2 separate regions of the Oryctolagus cuniculus genome follow, and region 1 is linked to region 2. Evidence: chromatin contacts called from public Hi-C data. All regions are on one chromosome and are shown on one strand. Each heading gives the region's core, a stretch centred on a gene start, on an enhancer-like site or on the middle of the called end of the contact. The rest is flanking DNA. Distances are from core to core; before and after follow the strand shown.

Region 1 (5,120 bases), core at 925-3,424, 160 kb after region 2:
TTGAATGCTGCTGAATCATCTGTCTCTCCCCCAAAGGATGTGACTTGGTAAATAAGTGTTAGAATTTTGGAAACTAGTATCTCCAATCTGAAGACTGGGAGGAAAGCATTTGCTTGTGCTGGGTTGTTTATAGAAATTTTTATTTTGTTTTGTTAACCTTCACATTGTGCTCTCAGGGTGGGCCCATTCTGGCTTTAGAAATTAGTGGAACTTGGGGCCAGCATTGTGGGATAGCGGGTAATGCCACTGCCTGTGATGCTGCTGGCACCCCATGTGGGCACCGGTTCAAGTCCCAGCTGCTCCCTGCTAATGGCCTGTGAAGAGCAGTGGAAGACAAAGTGCTTGGGCCCCTGCTGCCCACATGGGAGACCCAGATGAGGCTCCTGGTTTGGGCCTGGCCCAGCACTTGTCATTGTGGCCTTTTGGGGTCTAAACCAGTAGATGGAAGAGCTCTCTCTCTCTCTCTCTCCCTCCCTCCCTCCCTCCCCCCCTCTTTCTCTCCCTTTCCCTTCCTCCCTCTCTCCCTCCCTCTCTGTACTTTTTCAAATAAATAAATAAACCTTTAAAAAAGAAATTAGTGGAACTTAATGAAGTCTGGCTTCAGTAAGTTGGAATTCACTTCAATTGGTTGCCCTTTGTTAGGTGGTTAGATGGATGATTCTTTCTTTCCCTTGTGAAAAGTGCTGACCACAAGGGCGCTAAGACTCCAACCTAACTCTCCCCCATTCTGGCCCAGCCACCCTCCTAGTGGTGCTGTGGAGCCTTAAGCGAATAATGCATTTCTGTAACCTTTAGACGCTGCTGCAGTATTTTAAATTAGAGCTTTTAGAGGCTCTTGGACTTTCCACCTTGGAAAGGATTTTAAAGTTATATGAATGAAGGGGTCCACCTCACACTCATTAGGATCACTATGACATAAATCAGAAAATAACAAGGGTTTGCAAGGATATGGAGAAAATGGACCCCTTGTGCACTGTTGGTGGGAATGTGAAATGCAGCCACTATGGAAAAAAGTATGACAATGTCTCAAAAAAATAAAAGTAGCATTATCATAGACCAGCCATTCCACCTCTGGGTGTTGAAAGCAGGGTCTCACAGAGGCGTTTGTACGTCTGCAATCACAGCAGCATTATTTACAGTAGTAAAAAGGCAGAAGCACCCCAAGTGTCCCTGGACAAGAGAGTGGATAAACAAGATGTGCTAGATACACACAATGGAATGTTTTTCAAGTTTAGAAAGAGAGGAACACAGACAATGCTTAGGACAGTGAAACAATTGTGTATGATACTATAATAATAGATATATCCTATGAATTTGCCCACAACCTGGGGTGACCCCAGGAGTGAACCCTGAGTGACAGTGATGAGTCATTGTAGGTTCTTGAATTATAACTAATGTACCACTCGGGTGAGGGTTCTTCATAATCACAGAGGCTGTGCAAGTGTGGCAGCAGGGGGCATAGGGGAAATCCCTGAAATTACCTTTTAAATTTTGCTGTCAACCGCAAAAATAAAATCTATTTTTTTTTAAAAAAAAAAGAAGGAACTCTGACATATGCTGCAACATGGATAAACCTTGAGGGTGTTATTCCAAGTGAAATAAGCCACACACACACACACACACACACAAAGACAAATACTTTGGATTCCACTGGCACAAAGTACCTAGGAGATTCAAAATCACTGAGACATAAAGACAAGGGAATCCTCTACATTCAAGTGAATGTAGCTTAATCCACAAAGCAAGACACTGAAAAGTCTACCTGGCCCCATGTGATTCTGTCCACACACAGGTTTTTGGTTAACAGGGGCTGTAGAAGGGGGAATAGGGAGTTAGAGTTGCAGGTTTTGGGGCTGGATGGTGGCCATGCCCACATAACAATGTGAGTGTACATAGCACTTCTCATCTGTACACTTAAAATGCTTAAAATGGTAAATTTTGTGTGTATTGACTACAATGTAAAGTAAACAAGGGCGAGCCTCCTGCTGGTCCCAGGTGTATGAGATGCACTAAACTTCCAAGAGCAAACTTTAGGTTGGGAAATGGCTTACTCAGGATGAACAAAAGAACAGTGTGCTGGGACGCCACTGACTTGATGCCAGAATTGCTCAGGGAATCCTTCATGTCCATAGGAGAGGGACCAGGCCGCCTGCATGTGGCTGCCTCTGCGGAGACAAAGGTCATTTTCAGCCCTTACTGCAGGCTCGCTGCTCTCCAGCTGCTAAGACTTGAATGAGGCCAATGACCGTGATTGGCCGGCCGCCAACAGGATTTGTTCCCTGTGAATCATCACCACTTGACCGAGGAGCCAACTCAGCATCTTCTTAAAAGAAAAAACCATCCAATTCATTCCCTTTTGGCAAAAAAAAAAAAAAAAAAAATGCTGTGAGTCAGTAATTTGGCCCTGGGAGTGGAAAGCAGGGAGAAGTGGGTGGGCCTTTGGGGACCCAGCAGGATGGGAAATTTCTGGAACAATAGCACTCAGGGAACCCTGAGCAGGGCCAGAGGTGGGTCTGAGGCTTTCCAGTCCTCATTACCTCCCCAGGTTTTCTCTCCGGTTGTCTGAGTGCTGACCTGCTGCGGGCATCAGCTGATGTCCCTCGGTGCTGAGGCACCCTTCCGCAGCCTCCCGGACCCAGTAGTGTACAAGGATGCCTCACAGAGTTCATGGACAGAGGGAATTAAAAGATAAGCTTATTTTAGCGCAAGATATTTTGAATTCCCTGCAGACAGGGGGTCTTCAAAAAGCTCATGGCAAACGTGTTTATGGAAAAGCAATGATGGATCTCAAAATTTTTAGCACCAAAAAAATAAGCTTTTAATTCCACTTGCCCGTGACCTTTTTGAAGTGTGCTTGCTTTATCTGATCTTGTATAGTTACTGGACAGCCGCCTGGCACTTGGTCTCCATCCCTGGACTTCTGTCTTTCCAGGGGTCAAGTTGGTCTCCCAGAGACCAGAGACTTGACTTCCATTGGTGTGGTCCCAGGCTTAGCAGAAAACTTACGTGAGATCTGGTACTGCGGTCTCCTTGGCAATTACTAAACTCTGAAGGGCTCAGATTCCTCATTTTAAAAACAAGTATATGCAACTATCTTTCAAGGAGGTTAGCATTCGGAGAACTACGTATGACATCCAACGTTTAGCATTGTGGCTGCCTGGACCTCAGTAAGTGGAGGTTTCTTCTCTTAATTAGTATCATAAGTCATAGTTGTGTGGTATTTGGGAGTTATCCCGAGTTCACAACCCTCTTAGAATATAGTTCCTTCATTCTTCTAGCTCATGTCATTGTCATTTTGTAATATTTTTGCAGGCAATGGAGCATTTAACAGGAAAAAAATGTATGCACATGGAACATAATCTCTTCAGGCTGAGCTTGACTTTCCTGGACTTCTAGTGACACCTTGTGGAGAGATGTAATATTACATGTTGGCTGTTGGAGACTTAAAATTTAATTTCATTATTAAAATGGAAAATTATTCTACAGTGAGCTATTTCTGAGTTTGTCTCCCTTAACTATAATCTTGTTTTGCGGGCTGGTGCTGTGGCACATCAGGTAAAGCTACTGCCTGTGAAACTGTTATCCCATGTGGGAACCAGTTTTTTGATCCAACTCCCTGTTAAAGGCCTGGGAGGACAGTGGAAAATGGCCCAAGTGCTTGGGCCCCTGCCACTACATGGGATACCTGGATGAAGCTCCTGGCTCCTGCATCAGCCTGGTCCAGCTGCCATTTGGCCAGTGAACCAGCAGATGAAAGATATCTTTCTCTTTGTGTAACTCTGCCTTTCAAATAAACACAGATAAATCTTCTTTAAAAATCTTCTTGCAATTTTTATTTATTTTTTGACTTTTTATTTATTTGTTTTAGAGACACAGAAACTGATAGATCTCCCATCTAATGGTTCACTGCCTAGTACCCTCAATGACGAGGGCTAGGCCGAGGCCAAAGCCAGGAGATGAGAATGCAGTCCAGGTGTCCCCCGCAGGTGGCAAGGACTCAATTGCTTTAAGCTGTAACTTTCTGTCGCACAAGGTCTGCATTAGCAGGAAGCTGGAGTCAGGAGTCAGAGACAGGTATGTGGGGTACACGGGCATCTGAACCGGAGTCTTAAGTGCTAGGCCAAGAACCATTCCAGTATAATCTTGTTTTAAGCAGTAAGGTTAAGGTTAAGATTTTTCGTTGTGGTGTAGCAGGTAAAGTTGCCACCTGCGATGCCAGCATTCCATATAGGTGCCTGTTCATGTCCTGGCTGCTCCACTTCTGATCCAGCTCCACACTAATTGCCTGAGAAAAGCAGAAGAAGATGGCCCAAGTGCCTGGAACCCTGCCACACATGTGGGAGACCCAGAAGAAGCTCCTGGCTCCTGGCTTCAGCCTGGCCCAGTGCTGGCCATTGTGGTCATCTGGGGAGTGAACTAGAGGATGGAAGATCTCTCTCTCTCTCCACATCTCTCTGTAACTCTGACTTTAAATCAATCAATAAATCTTTTTTTAAAAGTAAAGTTAAATAATGTAAAGCAAATTATGAAAGTAGTGCTTATAGATTTATTGAATGACAAAAGTGAATACTGAATTGCACAAAGCAGAAATCAGTTCTGAAATAGGCAAGGGTTCTGTTTATGTATTACTACTATCAGACCAATACAGTGATACCTTTGAAATTGAATTTGTAATGAATCATTAGTAATAAGCAGTTGAGATTTCAATCAGGCACGGTGCCATTTGGCAACATACACAGAGTCTTCAAAACGTTTATGGAAAATGTGAAAATGCGTATTATGAAAAACTATGCATGGATTTCAAAAGGATAATAATAAACTTACTTTAATCCTATTTTTTCTTCAGCTTTTTGGAGTACCTTTGTGTTATCTACCCCAGTCTGTCAGTGAGTCTGGCCCTGGAATGCTCCTAGACCTGTTACTGAGAGTATGATAGTGCTGGCCAGGTAGAGTAGGTTGGTCCTGTTATCCAGGCCTGTTTCTGAACTCTTTCTTCCCATGTTGGCTTTCTTCATGGGGAAAGAAATCAACAATTTGAAGAGCACACAGTATTGGTCACCTGGGATTTTCTAAATCTATCATTGGTTCTCCCCAGCCTCCTTCTCCAAGTCACTGCCACC
Region 2 (5,205 bases), core at 2,532-5,031:
TAGAACCTGGTGTGCCGGCGCCGCAAGGCAGAGGATTAGCCTAGTGAGCTGCGGCGCTGGCTAGATATTTATTTGTTGTAGAGAACATGTTACCTTTGTCATTTACCCAAGTACATGGAAAGAGTCACTGACCATCATCAAGTGTCAGCCTGAAGAGAGATCATGGGTTGTAAGAACAGAGCCTGCATGGGACCATGTTCCTGTTGGAAGCTTTTATTGACAACTGAGATGTGGATGTTGGTGCAGTGTTCATTAGACTGGCAGTGAACCCAAAAGGATCACTCATGTGTAAGGTGACATAATCAATGTTATAAAGGATCTCATTCAACCTTTTAGAAAGGAGGATCAAATAACACTTACCCTAATAAAGTTTAGAGAGAATACTAGACTTAGGACCCCCAAATCTAATTAAACAAATACAGAACAGGGGATCTCCAAGAGCAAAACCTGTGAAAAGCATAGAGATTTTAATTGATGAATCAATAGCATGACATTCCAGTTACAGACATTGATTTGATGTTAGGCTCCCTTAATAGGAGCAATCCGTCAAGAACTATTGAAGTCATAGACTTCTGTAGTTAGATCACCCTTGCCCTGCCACGTCCAGTTCTGGGAGGCCAAGTGGAGTGAGATTGACATTATAGTACTGTGGTATTCCAAACCATACAAGAAAAGAAACAGGCAAAGGACTGGCAATTCCTGACTAATGAAGAGTCTAATTTAGGATAATATAATGGAGCTGTCAAATAAAAGGCAAGGCCATTAGATTCTTAGTAGGCCCAAGGGTAGACCTGGGCCAACCGGAAATTCCAGGAAGTTTGAGGAGCTGTCCATCAGGGGAGTGGGCTGTGCAGAGTTCTCCTTACTAAAATAGATTACATTGAACCAAGAGATGGAGAAAAGAGCTTTGGGGGACTCTCAGTTTGTTTATGGAGGAATTGTCTGGGTGGTAAGTATCCTTCCTTTGTGCAGGGGAAGAATCTTTTGTACTTTGGACATCAGAATATTTGGAGTGTAAGGTAGATGTAAGTGTTCAGTTAATCATTTTTAAAGATCTCATGTATGATGTCTAGAATTCCCTAATCTATCCCAGTGCTCTGGCGCATAATTATATTTCTCCTCACTGTTGCCACACGGGCCAACTTTAGAAGCAACAGAGCAGAGGCTGAGAGAGCATCTACTGGGAAGACAAATCGTGCACTAGGTAGAAACTGGACAGGTTGCTGCTAAGGTCCCTCATCACTGAGTTTCTGTGATTTTAGTAGAAAGAAGTGAGTGTTCTGTGATTAGGAGAATTTGGTAAACTACAGGGAAATGCCACAAAGTGTCTTCACCTTATAGGAAGATAAAAAAGAAAATTAAAATTAAGATTATATTCTATAAAGCTGTTTCTCTTAGTTGTGACAACCACTAAACATGCACAGTGTTCCAGCCAAGGAGCACTGTATGCCCTTAGGCACCAAAGAGAAATTATGAATCGGTCAGAGTAAATTCTGCCCCCTAAAGGGAATAGCAGGAAGTGTCTCTCTTCCTGCTAATATCCCTTACTTTGTAATTCTGTTTGAAGCTACATTATTGAGCATTCTTTCTATGAAGAAACCAATATGCTGGGAAAGAGATATGTGCCTGGAAAGAGATACATGATTGATTAAAAATTATTATTCTTTGGTTCTCTTTCTCTTGCCTGGTTTTCACTAAAAATGTACTTTAAAGAAAACAAATGCATATATATCAGATTATTCATTAATTTTATATCAGAGTAGGTGAAAATGTTCTTATTAAAAATTTTGGCCAAAGTAGACAGAATTGTATCCACCACTGAAGGAGGCAGTGATCACAACATCAATGAATTGTTTATTCTCTGTTATGAAGTAATAAACTCTGATTAGAAGCATTTTCCAAAAGATATGACTTTGCTTTTGATATTTGATATTGCTTCATAAGCATATGACCATAGCAATGGGAAAACTGATTTGAATGTTAAAGCACAAGGATTTTCAAAACTAGATTTGGGCTTGACATTTACCAGCTACATGACTATGGGCAAATGATGTAACCTATCTATGTCTAACTTCCTTCATCTGTCAGATGAGGATAATATGAGTAGTACTTTGCATGATTCTTGTGAGAATCAAATCAGAAAATGTATAAGAGTCCCCGACACGGCAGAAAGCAAGCACTTGGTTAGTGGGAGCCACTGACAGAGCCACAACCATGCCACAGTCATTTTGTAGGATGTGGAATTGTGGATGATTGGAGGAGCAACTGGGATAACACAACTTAAATGGCATCAGCTAGAGTGAGATTTCCATTAACTTCACATGTTCATGGGGAAGAAAATATGTTAATTCCAATCACTTCTCTGATAAATAGCTTAGTAATGTAGAGGAACATAACATCAGTGTTTGAAAATTACTTGAACTAGGATAGCCTTGTTAATTGTCATTCAGATTAGGAATTATTATTGAAAATGAGTTAGATTTACCAAAGGCCTAAGCCATCCTGGAAGTCACATGCTCACTTTTGTAAATAGCATTGTTTCTTTCAGGTACTGGGTACCATTTAGCACCAGTCTTGTTCTGGACTACATATATGACCACGATGCACCACCCAGTGGGTACTATTTAATATCCCATCTACTTAGTTGTCAGTTGCCCCTGGTTTCCCTAGACAGTTACTGATGCCCAAAGATTTCAAGTGAGAGCACTTTGCCGTTTAGAATCAAACACAACAGTGTTTCTTTGACCACATAATCTGCATGTAGAATGGCTAGGTCAGAGGTATGAGTTACGTAAAGTGCCTAATCATGACCCTGATAGAATATCCATAGGGGTTAAGAGATGGAATTTGTTTCTCAGTTTAGCATTTTTGGCAGAAATCACTTGGCATTTGCCACTAGGAGAATAACAAGAAGCTCTGATTTCTGTTCTTAAGAAAATATATTTGGCTTCTTTCTTGCTGTTACCCCCTGGGCTTTTTTTGCATCAGAATATGAAGGAAGAGTCTCAGTACTTTGCATTTAGTTAATTTGGTAAGTTCATTGTACTGTCATCCCTGGGTTATTAAATAGCTCAAAACTAAATACTACATCATTAATTGAATATGTAACATGCATCTCACTTGAGCTGTGTTTTATGGCAAGTGGTAATTATTTAGTTAAAATTTACATAATACTTTGAAAGTATTTCAGAACAGCCCCTATGAGTAATAAATAGTCAAATACATAACTGACTCAGATGACCAGAGATAACTACAATTCTGGTTTTCTGTTGAGAGGTGTAGGGTCAAAAAGAAAGGAAAAACACATATATGTTTGGATCAGTGTCTGTATGTATGTTGGGCCAAACACATGTCTCAAGTGACAAGGCTGAAAGTCAAGAACTCGACTGGACCAAAATTCAGCCTGTACACTGAGCCAGTGTAAGTTTTTATGGAAATCTGGGACCTGTTCCCACTCCCTGTACTTTTATGCAAGACCGACGGGAGGAAGCTGTGAACACTGTGGGCTCCGAGAACATTCCTGCTCTGTGAGGATAGGCCTCCCTGAGCTCATGGGGCTTTCCACTGCTGTCCGCCAGTCCTGGCAGCCACAAAATGTCCAGTGAGGAAACCTGACCCTTAAATGATCAAGGACTTATTGTGACATATTCAGCTCTAAGCACAGATCACTCTTTCAAGGGTGACTCACATTTTGGGGTCAGGTGGAGTTGACAGGTGGGATGCATAAGGCTATCTGGCCCTTCCCTATTAAGGGTCCGAGGGCAACACCAGAGTGCATAGCTTGGGAGGGTCCTGGTCGGTCCTCCAGCTGTGTGGATGCAGCCTGGTCAAGAAGTGACAAGAAGGTGGGGGATCCCACTGGCTTCCAGAATGCTAGGAAAGGCGTCAAGCCATGAGGCATCAAATGGTGTGGATGTGAAGACAGCAGGAACTTGCTCCCTCTGAGAGGGCCTCACCTCTGGGTCACCTCACCTATCTACTCTGCACACTTCCTGGGTCAGCCCTATCCCTGGCTGTCTTCTCTTCCTCCGTCCTAGGGCCACCAAGCCAACTGCCCCCATTGCGTCTGGGAACTGGGGAGGTTTGGGGGTTTAGGCAAGCCTGAGGCGCTGAGGTCCCTGAGGCGGGAGAGGAGAAGGAGGAGAACCCGGGGCGCAGCCGTGGTGGGTGCGCCCTGCCAAGAAGGGCGGAGGACGGGGCGCGCACGCGGAGGAGGAGACGGAACGAAGAGGGAGGGCGTGTGAGCGAGTGAGACACAAGAAAAGGGAGCGCGCCCGCCGCCGCCGCCGCCCTCCTCAGGAGAGAGAGGCTGGAGTGAGGCTGTGCGAAGCGCCGCATTTCAATGAGGACGGGCCAAGGCGCATCCCTGCACTAGCGGCCACCGCAGCCCAGACGCCCCCGCTCCCGCAGCCGCTGCCGCCCAGCCCGCCCCCGCTGCCGCCCCCCGCCCCAGCCCCACAGCCCCGGCCGCGCCCAGCCCGGCGAGGACAGCACCAGAAGGCGGCCCCCAGCGCGGCCACAAAGACCCACGGCGGCAGCTCTCTGCGGACCGGTGCGTGGTTTGCCTTCGCTGGGAAAGGGCGCTGCGGGGAGGGTCGCCTGGGGCCCCCGCAGAGTCCGCTCCGCCCGCAGCCGCGGGGCGCGGAGGGCAGGTCGGGCACTCGGACTGGCCGTGGCCGCCACGCCCGCGGTTCCTCGAAAGGCGGCGGCTGTGCCCTGGCCAGCCTGGCCCGGGCCGGGGGTGTTGTGTGCGGGCGGCCCCAGGGCTGCTGGCACCTGCCTCTTTTGTCTGGTGCCACCGGGCTTTAAACCGGGAGTGAGGCGAGAGGGCCCGCAGGTTTCAAGTCGCGCTGTTAGCGGCGAGGGAGAGAGCCGGGGCGGAGGAGCTGGGAGAGGGGCTTGTCATTGTCAGAACTGGCTGCGGAGCGAGGACCAGGTCTGCGCCTGCAAGGAGTGGCCGGGCCAGGCCTCTTATTGTGTGTGCTTTTCCCGTGTGCCCGGGAGGGTGGTGTGCGCCTGGTGGTGGGGGCGTCTCGAGCGTGGTGGTGACTGCGTGTAGGTGTAGCAAGTGCTTTTGTCGGGTCTCAAGTTCCTACGGGGACAGCAAGGCTGCCTCATGTACAAATTAGTACCTGCAGTGCTAAAAGCATGCGGAGAGGAAATGGCATTTTCCTCCTAGCGGGAGTGCAGGCACAGCCCCGCATT

What was found. Hi-C and Micro-C count contacts between places; a contact is called where the count stands out from the background.
Region 1: a Hi-C map of psoas muscle shows a contact between it and region 2, with 4 times the contacts expected there. The contact joins the enhancer-like site here to the promoter of DCLK1 in region 2. A contact is called at or near these places in 3 of 6 Hi-C or Micro-C datasets (ear pinna, psoas muscle and an unstated tissue).

Annotation. Positions count from the first base shown.
Region 1 is chr9:78,161,562-78,166,681 of mOryCun1.1, forward strand. The region is part of intron 3 of DCLK1 (doublecortin like kinase 1); the gene reads left to right. Among named protein-coding and RNA genes, the nearest start is that of DCLK1, 160 kb to the left of the region's middle. Within about 2 kb of position 2,175, at least 2 of the 8 cell types and tissues checked have an H3K27ac peak or open chromatin away from gene starts, as enhancers often do.
Region 2 is chr9:78,000,538-78,005,742 of mOryCun1.1, forward strand. It overlaps DCLK1 (doublecortin like kinase 1), which reads left to right and starts at 3,782. Exons shown (of 17, transcript XM_070049012.1): 1 at 3,782-4,552.